3 separate regions of the Mus musculus genome follow, and regions 2 and 3 are each linked to region 1. The links are chromatin contacts, called in public promoter capture Hi-C maps. All regions are on one chromosome and are shown on one strand. The core of a region is the stretch at or near the end of the contact, and the rest is flanking DNA. Distances in the headings are between cores, read along the strand shown.

Region 1 (3,663 bases), core at 455-2,954:
CTCATGCAGGTCACGAAGCAGGAGCTAATGCAGAGGCCATGGATGAATGTTACTTATTGGCTTGCTTCTCCTGGATTGTTCAGCTTGCTTTCTTATAGAACCCAAGACTACCAGTCCAAGGATGGCACCACTCAGAATAGGCCCTCCCTCCCTTGTTCACTAATTGAGAAAATGCCTTATAGCAGGATCTCATGGAGGCATTTCCTCAAGGGAGTTTCCTTTCTCTGTGATACCTTCAGCTTGTGTCAAGTTGACACACAAAACCAGCCAGTACAGGACCCTAGGCACATATTCATGAGATAAAAGAATCCTTATGGAAATGGTTCACCTTCTAGTGGTTCTCAAGAGCAATACCATATTTTAAATATCTTTGTTTCCTCTTCTCTTTTTCTTACCTCTGCTTCAGATTTAGGGGGGCAACCTGCCCAAGGACATGGCATTTTGAAGGACATTTGCAGAGAGGATGTCCAGACTCTGAGCAACTGCTTTCAATAGGATGAATAGCAAATGACTTTCTACTAACATAATGCATATATTAAAATGTTCAGCAGGAAGTAGTAGGGATCATGAGACAGTAGTGTAGGGTGAAATGATTACTATTCATTATATATTTAAAAGTATGTATCTGAAAGTACTTTGCAATGGTGAAGTACCAGGGAAACTCAGTGCATCTCATTATTCTATACTGGTGATAGTTTGTTGAATTCTATGTGTACTTCCTTTGGAAATGTTTGATGAACTGTAGATATGCTACATGGTGGAAATGAGAAGAAATATTTTTCATTAGCCATTCCTCAAATTATTCCCGCTGACCTTTGACAGTTACATCTGCAGACTGCTGTCACAAACATCCTTTAGAACACATGTACTTGTATGCAAGAGTTTGTTTCTATTTAAAGTAGATACAGTAAGAACTTTCAATGAGAATGCCAAAATAGCTTATATGCTGTTTCAAACTTTCAAGCCAAAAAGCACTTAAAATATTTTTAAATTGTTATTTTTATTACAAAGAGAAAAGTTGGCACTTAAAAAAAGAATCGATCTTCAATGCCAATCGTTCATGACCTTTGTGAATGCAATTCTCTTTTGTAACAGAAAATATAACTTTTAAAATAGGTAATTGTTTTTATATATAAAACTCTTCGAATTAAAAATAAAATCAATGCTTGCTTATATTCACCATCGTCCCCGACTCTCCTACCTATGCATGGTTACTGATTGACAATGCTCAGGAGCCCTGCTCCTTAGAGCTAGGAACCTGTGGGAGAATAAGGAGGGACTGAGAACTGTGCACCAAGAACACAACCTACTCTGAATCCCCTTGTAGAGCCAGACCCATGCCCACTTGTACTTGAGCACTATCCTACTCTCCAATGCATCCCCACACTCCCTTCTAGTCCATTATTTGGTTTGACCCTCCACCCCCACCCCGCTGTTTTCCGAAACAGTTCTAAGCCCTCACCACGCCATTCTCAGCATTCAGGTCCTCTCTAGCCCATAAACATTTCTTTAAATACTGTCCCCTCCAAGCAACAGTTTCCTGTTCCAAGTCCCACTAGCACGCAGTGGCCAGCATGCCCTAAAATTTCCTTCTCAGAGCAGCTTCCTTTCTAGGTACCGCCCCTTGTTAGCGTCAATCACTTGTTCTCTGGTCCCGCCTTATTTTACCCCGGATCTGACCGCGAATGCTGAATGCACTCCTGCGCAGCGACCCGGAAGCGGTTTTGCTCTGCATAAATTTTGTAGCTGGGTGAGTTTTCCCAGATTCTTTAGGCCGGTTGCTGGCACTCAGAACCCGGACCTCTGCCCTGGAGTCCCCATCTTGTGTGCAAAGCTCCACTCGGTGACGCGGAGAGCTGCGAGACTGAGGAAGTAGGAACGTGGGAGAGAGAGATGGCAGCGGAGCCAGGGGAGGGGATGGAGCCAGGAAGGAGCGGGGGCACGGATTCAAAAGCTTCAGCGGTCGGGGAGGAGACATGACTATCGTTTGTGCGGGCAGTGCCAGGTGATGCGGTACTAGAGAGTGCCGCGGGTGACAGAATAGCAGAGGAGCAGCTTGCCGCGGCGCCTGGTGGAAAGGAAAAAGAAAGCAGGGTCTGGAGATGCTGGCAAGAGTGGAGAGGAGGGTGAGAGAACAGCTAAACTGCCATAATGTGTGACAGAAAGAAAAGCAGGCGATGGAAGCGAAAGGGAAAGTATCTGGGGAGAACTTCCAAGACCAAGTTCTCAGACCAAGTTCTCAGCACAAAGATTTATTTGTCTTAGAGGTACAGAAGGCCCGGATAAAGGTCAGAGACAGGAGATAGAGGAAGAAGGGGAAGGGAACAAAGAAGAGGGCAGAAAGGGGCAAGAGAGAGGGGTTAGGAGTATTTGTCCAGAAGTGGGACAAATGACTGTTTCTAGATAGAGAGGAGACAGATGTGACCCATAGGCAAATGGCGGCTTATAGAGGTAAAATGAGAATCCCCTTATTAGGACGAGGTGTTTAGCTGGCACATTAATTAGGTGAGCCAGAGGTGCCTTTCGGTTGCCAGACTTCAATGCTTTGATAGCTGGGCCTTCATAGTAAGTGTCAGGAGGAGGAATTGGCCAAATAAAGGAATAGACTTTGGGTGTAGCTTTAGGAATGTAATCTGAGAGTTTTTAGCAAGGCAGAGAGAGGAAAGGGGCAAGGCCTACCAGAGTCATGGTCACCATGCTGGAGCTGGCAAAGTCCCTTCAGAAAGTGTGAATAAGATAGTGCAGAATGAGGGAGGGGCAGGCTGGATAAAGCAGAAGTTGATGGAATAGTAAGGTTATTATTACTGAGCTTGTCTTTGTTGTTGAAATAAAAAAACCCTTAATTTTTGTTTGAATTTTAGTGGTATGGAAGAGAGTTGCAAAACTTGATCTGATGGGCATTAACTGGTATTGTGTTAGGCATGGTGGCACAGATCAGTAATGCCAGCATGTGGGAAGAAAGCTGGGGTAGGAAAATGGAGACTTTAAAGGTGGCGTGGAATACTAAGACAAATAACTAAGACACTTTCTCAATGAATAAATACTGTTGGTGTTTACTGATCCTTTATAGTCCTTATACAGCCAGAACTAATGTGAGATTTTTTAGACAGTGTCACCCTTCTTTGACAGGGGTAATGTGTGGAGGAGCTGTGGGATTCTTCTAACCCCCTAACACTTAACTTTTAGCATAGAATGTGTTGCCTCCGGTCACAGTAAATGTGTGATGTTTTTTCTCCTTCAGGCACCAACTTAAGTACTTTAACTCATATCTTTTTTATTATTATTATTTTATAGACATTTTTATGAGATATTTTCTTTATTTACATTTCAAATGTTATCCCCTTTCTTAGTTTCCCCTCCGAAAATCCCCTATCTCCTCTCCCCTTCCCTTGCTCCCCAACCCACCTACTCCTGCTTCCTGTCCCTGGCATTCCCCTATACTGTGGCATAGAAGCTTCCCAGGACCAAGGGCCTCTTCTTCACACATGGTGGGACTCATGGCTCTAGCTATTTATTTAACTCATATCTTGCTCACTTCAAACGCCACCGTTTCTCACCACTGTACCCTTTCACTTCCAAGTCCCATGTCCTGAATATAACTTGCTATCACAAGTGCTGTTAATCTACTCACTCAGCAACAGATTGTCAGGGAAATCCTTTGGT
Region 2 (3,663 bases), core at 399-2,898, 720 kb after region 1:
GCGGATTTCTGAGTTTGAGGCCAGCCTGGTCTACAGAGTAAGTTCCAGGATAGCCAGGGCTAGACAGAGAAACCCTGCCTCAAAAAACCAACAAAACAAAACAAACAAAACAAAACGAATGATGTGTAATGTAATCTAGGGTTACTGGTTTTTGTTGTTTTTCTTTAATGATATCTCTTCAGTTTGTTGATCTATATTTTGACTAAAATACATGGGCTATAGTTTTTAAAGTTTAAAAACTGTACATATTTGTTTTTAATAAGTAAAACAGTATTTTTAGTATAACATTGAAGCTAAATGGAAAAATATCTTGCCTCTAATTTGAAGCACTCATATTTTATTATTTCAGCATGTGAGAAGCAAAGGATAATTACTTGGCTTATTTTGTGAAATTGGTAACTCAGTGGGATGGCTTCCTTGGGAATCTTTTTCCCTGGGGGATATAACCCCCAAATATTTTACTTGATTTTTTTTAACACAAATTGTATGTTTGTTCTATTTTAGATTTGATCAGTCCAACACAAGTAGGCAGCATTGTAATTAGAGTCCTATTTTATGTGTGTTGATGCTGTGTTCATAAAATTTAGCCACTTAAGTGGCTGAAGAACTTAACTTTGTAGTTTCTACGAGAGGCACTTGGCCACGGAAGTATTTGTTTATGTTCTGCTTAAAGAGCAAAAGGGTTTTGTTGTCCCAGTCAGTAATGGGAATGACAAGGTTTTCCCATGAAGAACAGTGTCTTTACCCAAAGCAGTATGTGCCTGATGTCAAGTAAAGGGTGGGAGGGTCGAATTCCTTTCAATGTCTGTAAAGAAATTGATGCCTGCCAATGTGCTGTCAGAAAGCCTTTAAACAAAGAATCCCAAGATCAAAGCATCAAAGATTCAGGATGTTGATACTCCACGCGACCTGTGACATAAACACTGAAGACATATTGCTCTGAAGAAACAACAACAACACATACACACATAGACACACGCAAAGGGACATGCACAACGTTTACCAGGAAAATTAAGGAAGTCAAAAATGCCAGGAACAGATTACCAAGAAATATAGCCTATGTTTACTGAGAGCTTCTACTTTTTTTTTTTTTTTTCAAGACTGGATCTCGTTATGTAGCCCTGGCTGTGCTGGAACTCACTCTGTAGGCCAGGCTGGCCTTGAACTCAGGCCTGGCTCTGCCTTCTGAGTGCTGAGATTTTACAGGCTTGCAACACTACTGCCCAGTGAATTTCCTTTTTCCCCGTTACTTCATATTAAGTTTTCCTTAACACCTGGCCTTATTGGATTCATCTATTTAGTCCTCATTTTTCTCTCCACCCTTTGCTTGTGATTTCTTGATCTCCAGTCATTTTGTTCTGTCATTTTTAAGTTTCGTTCAGATATTTGAACCCTTTCTTTGGGCTTTCACGCCATTGAACAGTCTCTAGAACTGTTTTGTAGTCTGCCTCTAATTTGCCGTCCTTAGAGAACACTGCCCCCTTTTCACCCTTTCCCATGGCAATTGACATTTCTTAAGGTGTCTGCCGCCCAGTGGGCGTTGGATACTTGCAGTTTTCAGAACAACATAGCTGGGACCCTTGGGAAAGTAAACGGAACAGGAAGTAGGTGGGCGGGATTGGGTACGGTGAGAGGACACTTAATAGTGGGTGGGACCAGAGTAGGCAACATATTCCCAAAAGCGGGAGAGGGCCTCAGCAAAACTCGCCTTTCCCTCAGAAATTTCCGGGGACACCTAGTGCAGAATCTGGGCCAAGGACACTGCCCAGGGTCTTGCGGAGACGTGAAAACTCCCGAGAGCCGCAGGTGCCGCGCGGGGCATCCTGGTAGAGTCAGCAGCGCGGCGGCGGAAACCGCAGCCCGGCGGCCCTGGAACCTCCCAGGTCAGAGGCGCTGCGGGGCTGGAGCGGAGTAGGGTGTGATCGGTTTCTGGGCTACTCATTAGGACTCTGCTCTCATGAGCTCCTAAGAACTGGACAATTCCTGACTTTTTTTTTTCTTGTAAGGTTTTCAACATATTCTCTTAAAAATCTCACAATTCTCTTTGTTAGTTCGGAAAGAACAAAACACTTTAAATTATCCAAGCTTTTCAAGAGAGTAGCATTTAGAGCTGGTGGATTGTCAACCTAAAAAACTTGTTAGATATTAGTCACATAAGGATCGACAGAAGAATCACAAATATATTTTCACAAACTCCACAGTTATAGTTGTAATCATTAATATTTACTCTGTAGAATTTTATCACTAACTTGACATCTGAGATGCACACATTCTATGATGTAAATACAGTACTCAAAATCTTGTATTCCAGGTGAGGGTCTTAATGTTACATCTTAGAGTCCAGAAAGTCACCTTATGCATGCTGAGTGTGAAGATATCAGACCCTACAGTATGTTCAGTGACAAAGCACCACAGTAGAAAGGACCTTTGCATAACTGTGGCTGCTTACTTACTTCAGAAAACAGTCTCCAATTCAATGTGCCCTTGGTTCATAACCTGCACTTTACTCAAGGGCAGGTGGCCAAAGTGTTGCTTTTTATTTCAGGATTTGTTGATCTCCAGTGATGTGGCTGTGGACTTGTCCCAGGAAAAGAGGGAATGCCTACACTCTCTTCACGGGGCTTTTTGCATAGAGACTTCATGTTAGAATTAAAGTGGGATAAGGTAGAAAAGACCATTTATTTGATACTGAATTACTGATTTATTGAATGATTTACTTAAAGCACTGCTGTAGTGTTCTGCAACTTCATCTTGCTACTTGGAACAGAATGACCTGGAGAGGTGGCGGAAACAAAAGTCTTGCCCTTACCTACCTTACCCGCAAAGCTTACATCTGTCAGCTGTAACCTGCATTTGAAAAACCTCCAAGCTAACTGCCTTGATGCTTCAGGGAAGTCCTGCTTACTTTCCTTCTGGCCCCACCTTGTGCTTATAGACTATAAAATGCATATAGGAACTGGCCTGGAGACCAGGCCTTTCAGAGCTCTCCCACCTTTGGTCCATCTGTGACATCTATTCTTTCACTGGCAGTGGTGTCTCAGAGTGCTTATTCTAGAATGATTACAATAGAAGCACAGCCTTTGGTTACTGTGTGTGAGAAGAGTTTTCTGGATCTATTATTTTCTCATCCTCAATTTCCTTCTCAAAGGAAGGGGCCGCACGTGTGTGAGCTCAGTGTGGCTGAACTTCACACCACAGCTCATTACAGGGAGAGATTCTCAAAGCAGGAAAGGACATTGTTATGAAGTGTTCTTTACTCCCCATGTTTCTCATTTGGGGAAGTGTTGGGTTTCTTTCATTTCTGCCCCATGGTAAATTCAGAGACTCAATAGTTTAAAATATTGTCATCCCAATCATGAAGTTTCATTTCTGCTCTTGAGGGGTTTTTAATTTTAAAACATTTTGTATTTGCTTGTGTGTTTTTGCTTACATGTATGTCTACACCACTTTCATGCCTTGTGCTACAGAGGCCAGAAGAAGGGGTCAGATACCGTGGGATTGGAATTACAGATGGTTGTGAGCCACGGTGAGCGTGCTGGTCCTTGGTCCTCTAAACAAGCAACAGCTATGAAACAATCTTCCCTGCCCTTTAGTTTTGGCTGAGCTGTGATAAGAAGTGGGATTCAAGTTATACAAACTGGAAAAGCTCCCTGAATCTTTTCA
Region 3 (3,663 bases), core at 426-2,925, 700 kb after region 1:
TAGTACTCCATTGTGTAAATGTACCACATTTTCTGTATCCATTCCTCTCTTGAAGGACATCTGAGTTCTTTACAGCTTCAGCCTACTATAAATAAGGCTGCTATGAACATAGTGGAACATGTGTTCTTATTACATGTAGGAGCATCATCTGGGTATATGCTCAGGAGTGGTATTGCTGGATCTTCTGGTAGAACTAGAAAACTCATTCTCTAGAGAAATTATACAAATGCAAAGAATGTAGTAAATCCTGTATTGAATTATCTCATCTTAAAAGGCATTACAGAATCCATACTGGTGAAAAGCCTTATAAATGTGATGTATGTGACAAATCCTTTAACCAGTGCTCAAGCCTTAAAACACATCAAAGAAGTCATACTGGGGAGAAGCTTTACAAATGCAATGCATGTGGAAAGTCATTTCCTCAGTTGTCAGCACTTAAAAGCCATCAGAAATTGCATACAGGAGAGAAGCCTTATAACTGTAAAGAGTGTGACAAATCCTTTATTCACTATGCCTCATATAGAAGGCATCAGGAAACTCATTCTCTAGAGAAATTATGCAAACACAAAGAATGTGGTAAGTACTTTCTTGAGTTATCACATCTTAAAACACTTTCCAGAATCCCTACTGGTGAGAAGCCTTACAAATGTGAGGTATGTGACAAATCCTTTATCCAGGACTCACATCTTAGACGACATCAGAGAGTTCATACTGGAGAGAGACCTCACAGATGTAAGGTGTGTGACAGATATTTTGCAAAGGGTTCAACTCTTCGAGCACATCAGAAAATTCATACTGGAGAAAAAAACGTAATAAAGCAATGATTGTGATATACCCTTTATCTAGCATACAAGTCTTAGAAGACATCAGAGAGTTCAGATTAAAGAGACCTTACATCTGTAAAGAATGTCACAAATCTTACTCGGTGCTCAACTCTAACAACACTTCAGAAAATTCATACTAAAGAAAAAAATACCCTTCTAAATAATGTGCCAGAGCATTTATCCGGTCTATACTTACAAATCACACCAGTATAAATAATATAAACATAAATATCTGGACATGGTGGTATAGAACTTTAATCCCAGCACTTGGGAGACAGTGCCAATTGGATCTGAGTTTTGAGTTTCAGGTTTTGGCTTGCCATTTTGTGTGTGTCCGTTGGGGATCGGACTCTGGCCTCTGAATTTAACCTGCTATTGTTTGATGTATGTAGCCCACAGGCTGCTAGTCAAGTCGAGACTATCTTGCATCTGAAAGGTTCCGAATCAAGAGTGTGGGGCAGGTTCTGGGGTGCAGTGTCCTACTAGATCCAGTTCTGGTCAAGGATGGCAGTGCTCATGGTGAGGCTGCGCAGAGAATGTGCAGAGCAGCCTGGCGTCTGGAGCTGTGTGGAAGGCAGCCTGAGACGGAGTGGGAGGGACCGGTCTCCACGGGGCGGGAAAACTGGTCTAGAAAAATAGAGCGAAGAGAAAACTAAAGCCCGCATGGAAGGCCTGGAAAACTCAATTGGACAAGGGATTTGAACCAGTGGGCTGGGTCAGAGAACCTACGTAACCGGAACCTATCTATAATAGGCGGACCCAAAGGCGGCTCCAGTGGCCGCAGGAGGGAGGGGCCGGAAAACCCTCCATTCTCTGAGAGGAAATCTTTGTTTAAGGGCTGGACGGCCGACACTGGCCAGAGTTTCAAGTAGATGTGAAAACTTCCTGCAGCCACTGGAGCCTCGTAGAACGGTCTGGGAGACTCGCCGGTCCGCACCACAGTGGCGGGAACCGCAGCCCGGCGATCCTAGCATCTCCCAGGTCAGAAGAGCTGTAGTAAACAGGTAGGAACTGGACCAGGGGCATGTTCAGTTTTCTGCTGCTCATAAGGATACCGTTTTCACAATTCTGGTGAAGGGTAATACCCTTGAAGATAAGTTTGAGAACATATGAAATGGGACACATGCTGATTTTACCATTTATCCGTGGTTTCCAGAATATTCTCAAGACTGTATCCCTTAGACTAATTGAGTTTATGTTTTGACCATTGAAAACACTATTCTTTTTGCTGTTATGCAAAAACTAAAACTGTTGGCATTTTCTAACGCCCTTGGTCTACCCGTTTCGTATTCAAGAGAGAGGAATTTGACATGGAGACTTTAAGGTCCCAGAGAGCTTGTTAACTACCAGCCCCATAAGGAGTAACTGCAGATTTTGATCAGTTTGTGGATTTTTTTTTTTTTTTTTTTTTGCTAAGCTACACAGTTATGTTTGTAAATTTTAACAATTCTTAAATAAAGGTTTTACTCATCACTCATTTTGCATTTGAGATGCATACACGCTGATGTGAATATAACAAATATGTGTTCTTATGCTGAGGTTTTAAGGCACACCTCAGGAGTCCAGAGAAGTACAGTATGCATGTTGAGAGTGAGGATAACAGGCCACACTGTTTACATTAGAAAACAGTATGTAATGGGACAAAGTTAGAAAGTATCTTTTCTGATGCAAGAAACACTCTGACAATGGACAAAGGGCAAACTGTTGCTTTGTAATTTCAGGGTTGTTGACATGCGGTGAACTTCTCTCAGGAAGAAGAGGAAATGCCTGGACCTCACTCATAGGGTTTTGTACTGAGATTGAATATTGCAGAATTGCAGCAGTCCTGTTTCTGTGAGTAACAATAGTCTCTTGCACTTTTCCTTGCTCCTCGGGGTTCCTGGGGAAATTACTCTGCATGTGTGTGAGCTGTGTGTGAATGAGATGAGCCTCACATCTCACAGAAGAAAGTGAAAGCCTCAGAGAAAAAGACAAAGTTTTCATGAAATTTCATCTGTTCTTCATGTTTGTTATTTTGGGATGTGTAAGGCTTCTTTCGTTTTTGTTCCATGATGAAACTAGATACTCAGTAGTTTATAATATCACTCCAGTAATACAGATTCATTTTTTTCCCTTGAGTTTTGATTGAGCTATGATTAGAAGTAGGATTCAAGTTATGGAAACTCAAAATGCTCCCTGAATATTTTCAGCATGCTGACCCTATGTAACAGTTGGGGGATCATTTGTAGAACCCTCTGTTCCCTTTTCTGTATTTCTGCTGAGCATAGTACTGTGTTAGAAATCCTGGTACTTACTGAAGAATCTCTCATATGCAGGGCTTGCACTTTTCAGCTACACCTGCTTATCGTCGAGCAGGACAAAGTGCCCTGGAAGGTGGAGAGAGAGGCATCAGTAGCAAAGGATCCAGGTATGTTGGAGGATTGACAAAGGGGTGGGAAGGAGTTTAAGTGACAGTGGAAATGGGACATGAAGTCAGTTTTGCCACATTCTGTTGTAGAGATTATTCTGGAGACTTCCACTGAGAATAATGTCCTCAGGATTATCCTTTGTAAACTTTAGAAGATTCTCTATGTAAGAATAAATACTAGGAACAATTACAATTTGATTGGATTTTGATTGTGAATGATGCTATCCCTCTTCCATTCATATTGCTAATCATGTATTTGTACCAATATTAAATGACTTTCCTTTCTATAATTTTAATGTAGTTCTTTACTAGGATACTTGATGCTTTTAAGTTTCTGCTTCAAAATTTGGGAGCTTATTGCATTTTCCTTGGTTCTAAATCTTTTCAAGTTATTTTCTTCAATCCATAAAATAATGCCAGTGTAAATTTGAC

What was found. Promoter capture Hi-C pulls out the DNA fragments that hold promoters and counts their contacts.
Region 2: a promoter capture Hi-C map of liver shows a contact between it and region 1, with 7 times the contacts expected there. The contact joins the promoter of Zfp229 here to the promoter of Zfp160 in region 1. A contact is called at or near these places in 7 of 39 promoter capture datasets (the 3T3-L1 cell line, the HPC-7 cell line, cranial neural crest and 3 more), 1 of 484 Hi-C or Micro-C datasets (cranial neural crest), 2 of 115 datasets of contacts at active chromatin or transcription factors (astrocytes and bone marrow-derived macrophages) and 2 of 9 other capture datasets (adipose tissue and liver).
Region 3: a contact with region 1 is called in a promoter capture Hi-C map of liver, with 6 times the contacts expected there. The contact joins the promoter of Zfp760 here to the promoter of Zfp160 in region 1. A contact is called at or near these places in 10 of 39 promoter capture datasets (the 3T3-L1 cell line, the HPC-7 cell line, HPC-7-derived erythroid cells and 6 more), 1 of 115 datasets of contacts at active chromatin or transcription factors (astrocytes) and 3 of 9 other capture datasets (adipose tissue, liver and macrophages).

What each region holds. Positions count from the first base shown.
Region 1 is chr17:21,007,237-21,010,899 of GRCm38.p6, forward strand. Zfp160 (zinc finger protein 160) reads left to right here and starts at 1,705. Exons shown (of 5, transcript NM_145483.2): 1 at 1,705-1,750.
Region 2 is chr17:21,732,076-21,735,738 of GRCm38.p6, forward strand. Zfp229 (zinc finger protein 229) reads left to right here and starts at 1,649. Exons shown (of 6, transcript NM_001164676.1): 1 at 1,649-1,883.
Region 3 is chr17:21,706,066-21,709,728 of GRCm38.p6, forward strand. It overlaps Zfp760 (zinc finger protein 760), which reads left to right and starts at 1,676. Exons shown (of 6, transcript NM_001008501.2): 1 at 1,676-1,828; 2 at 2,546-2,657; 3 at 3,140-3,231.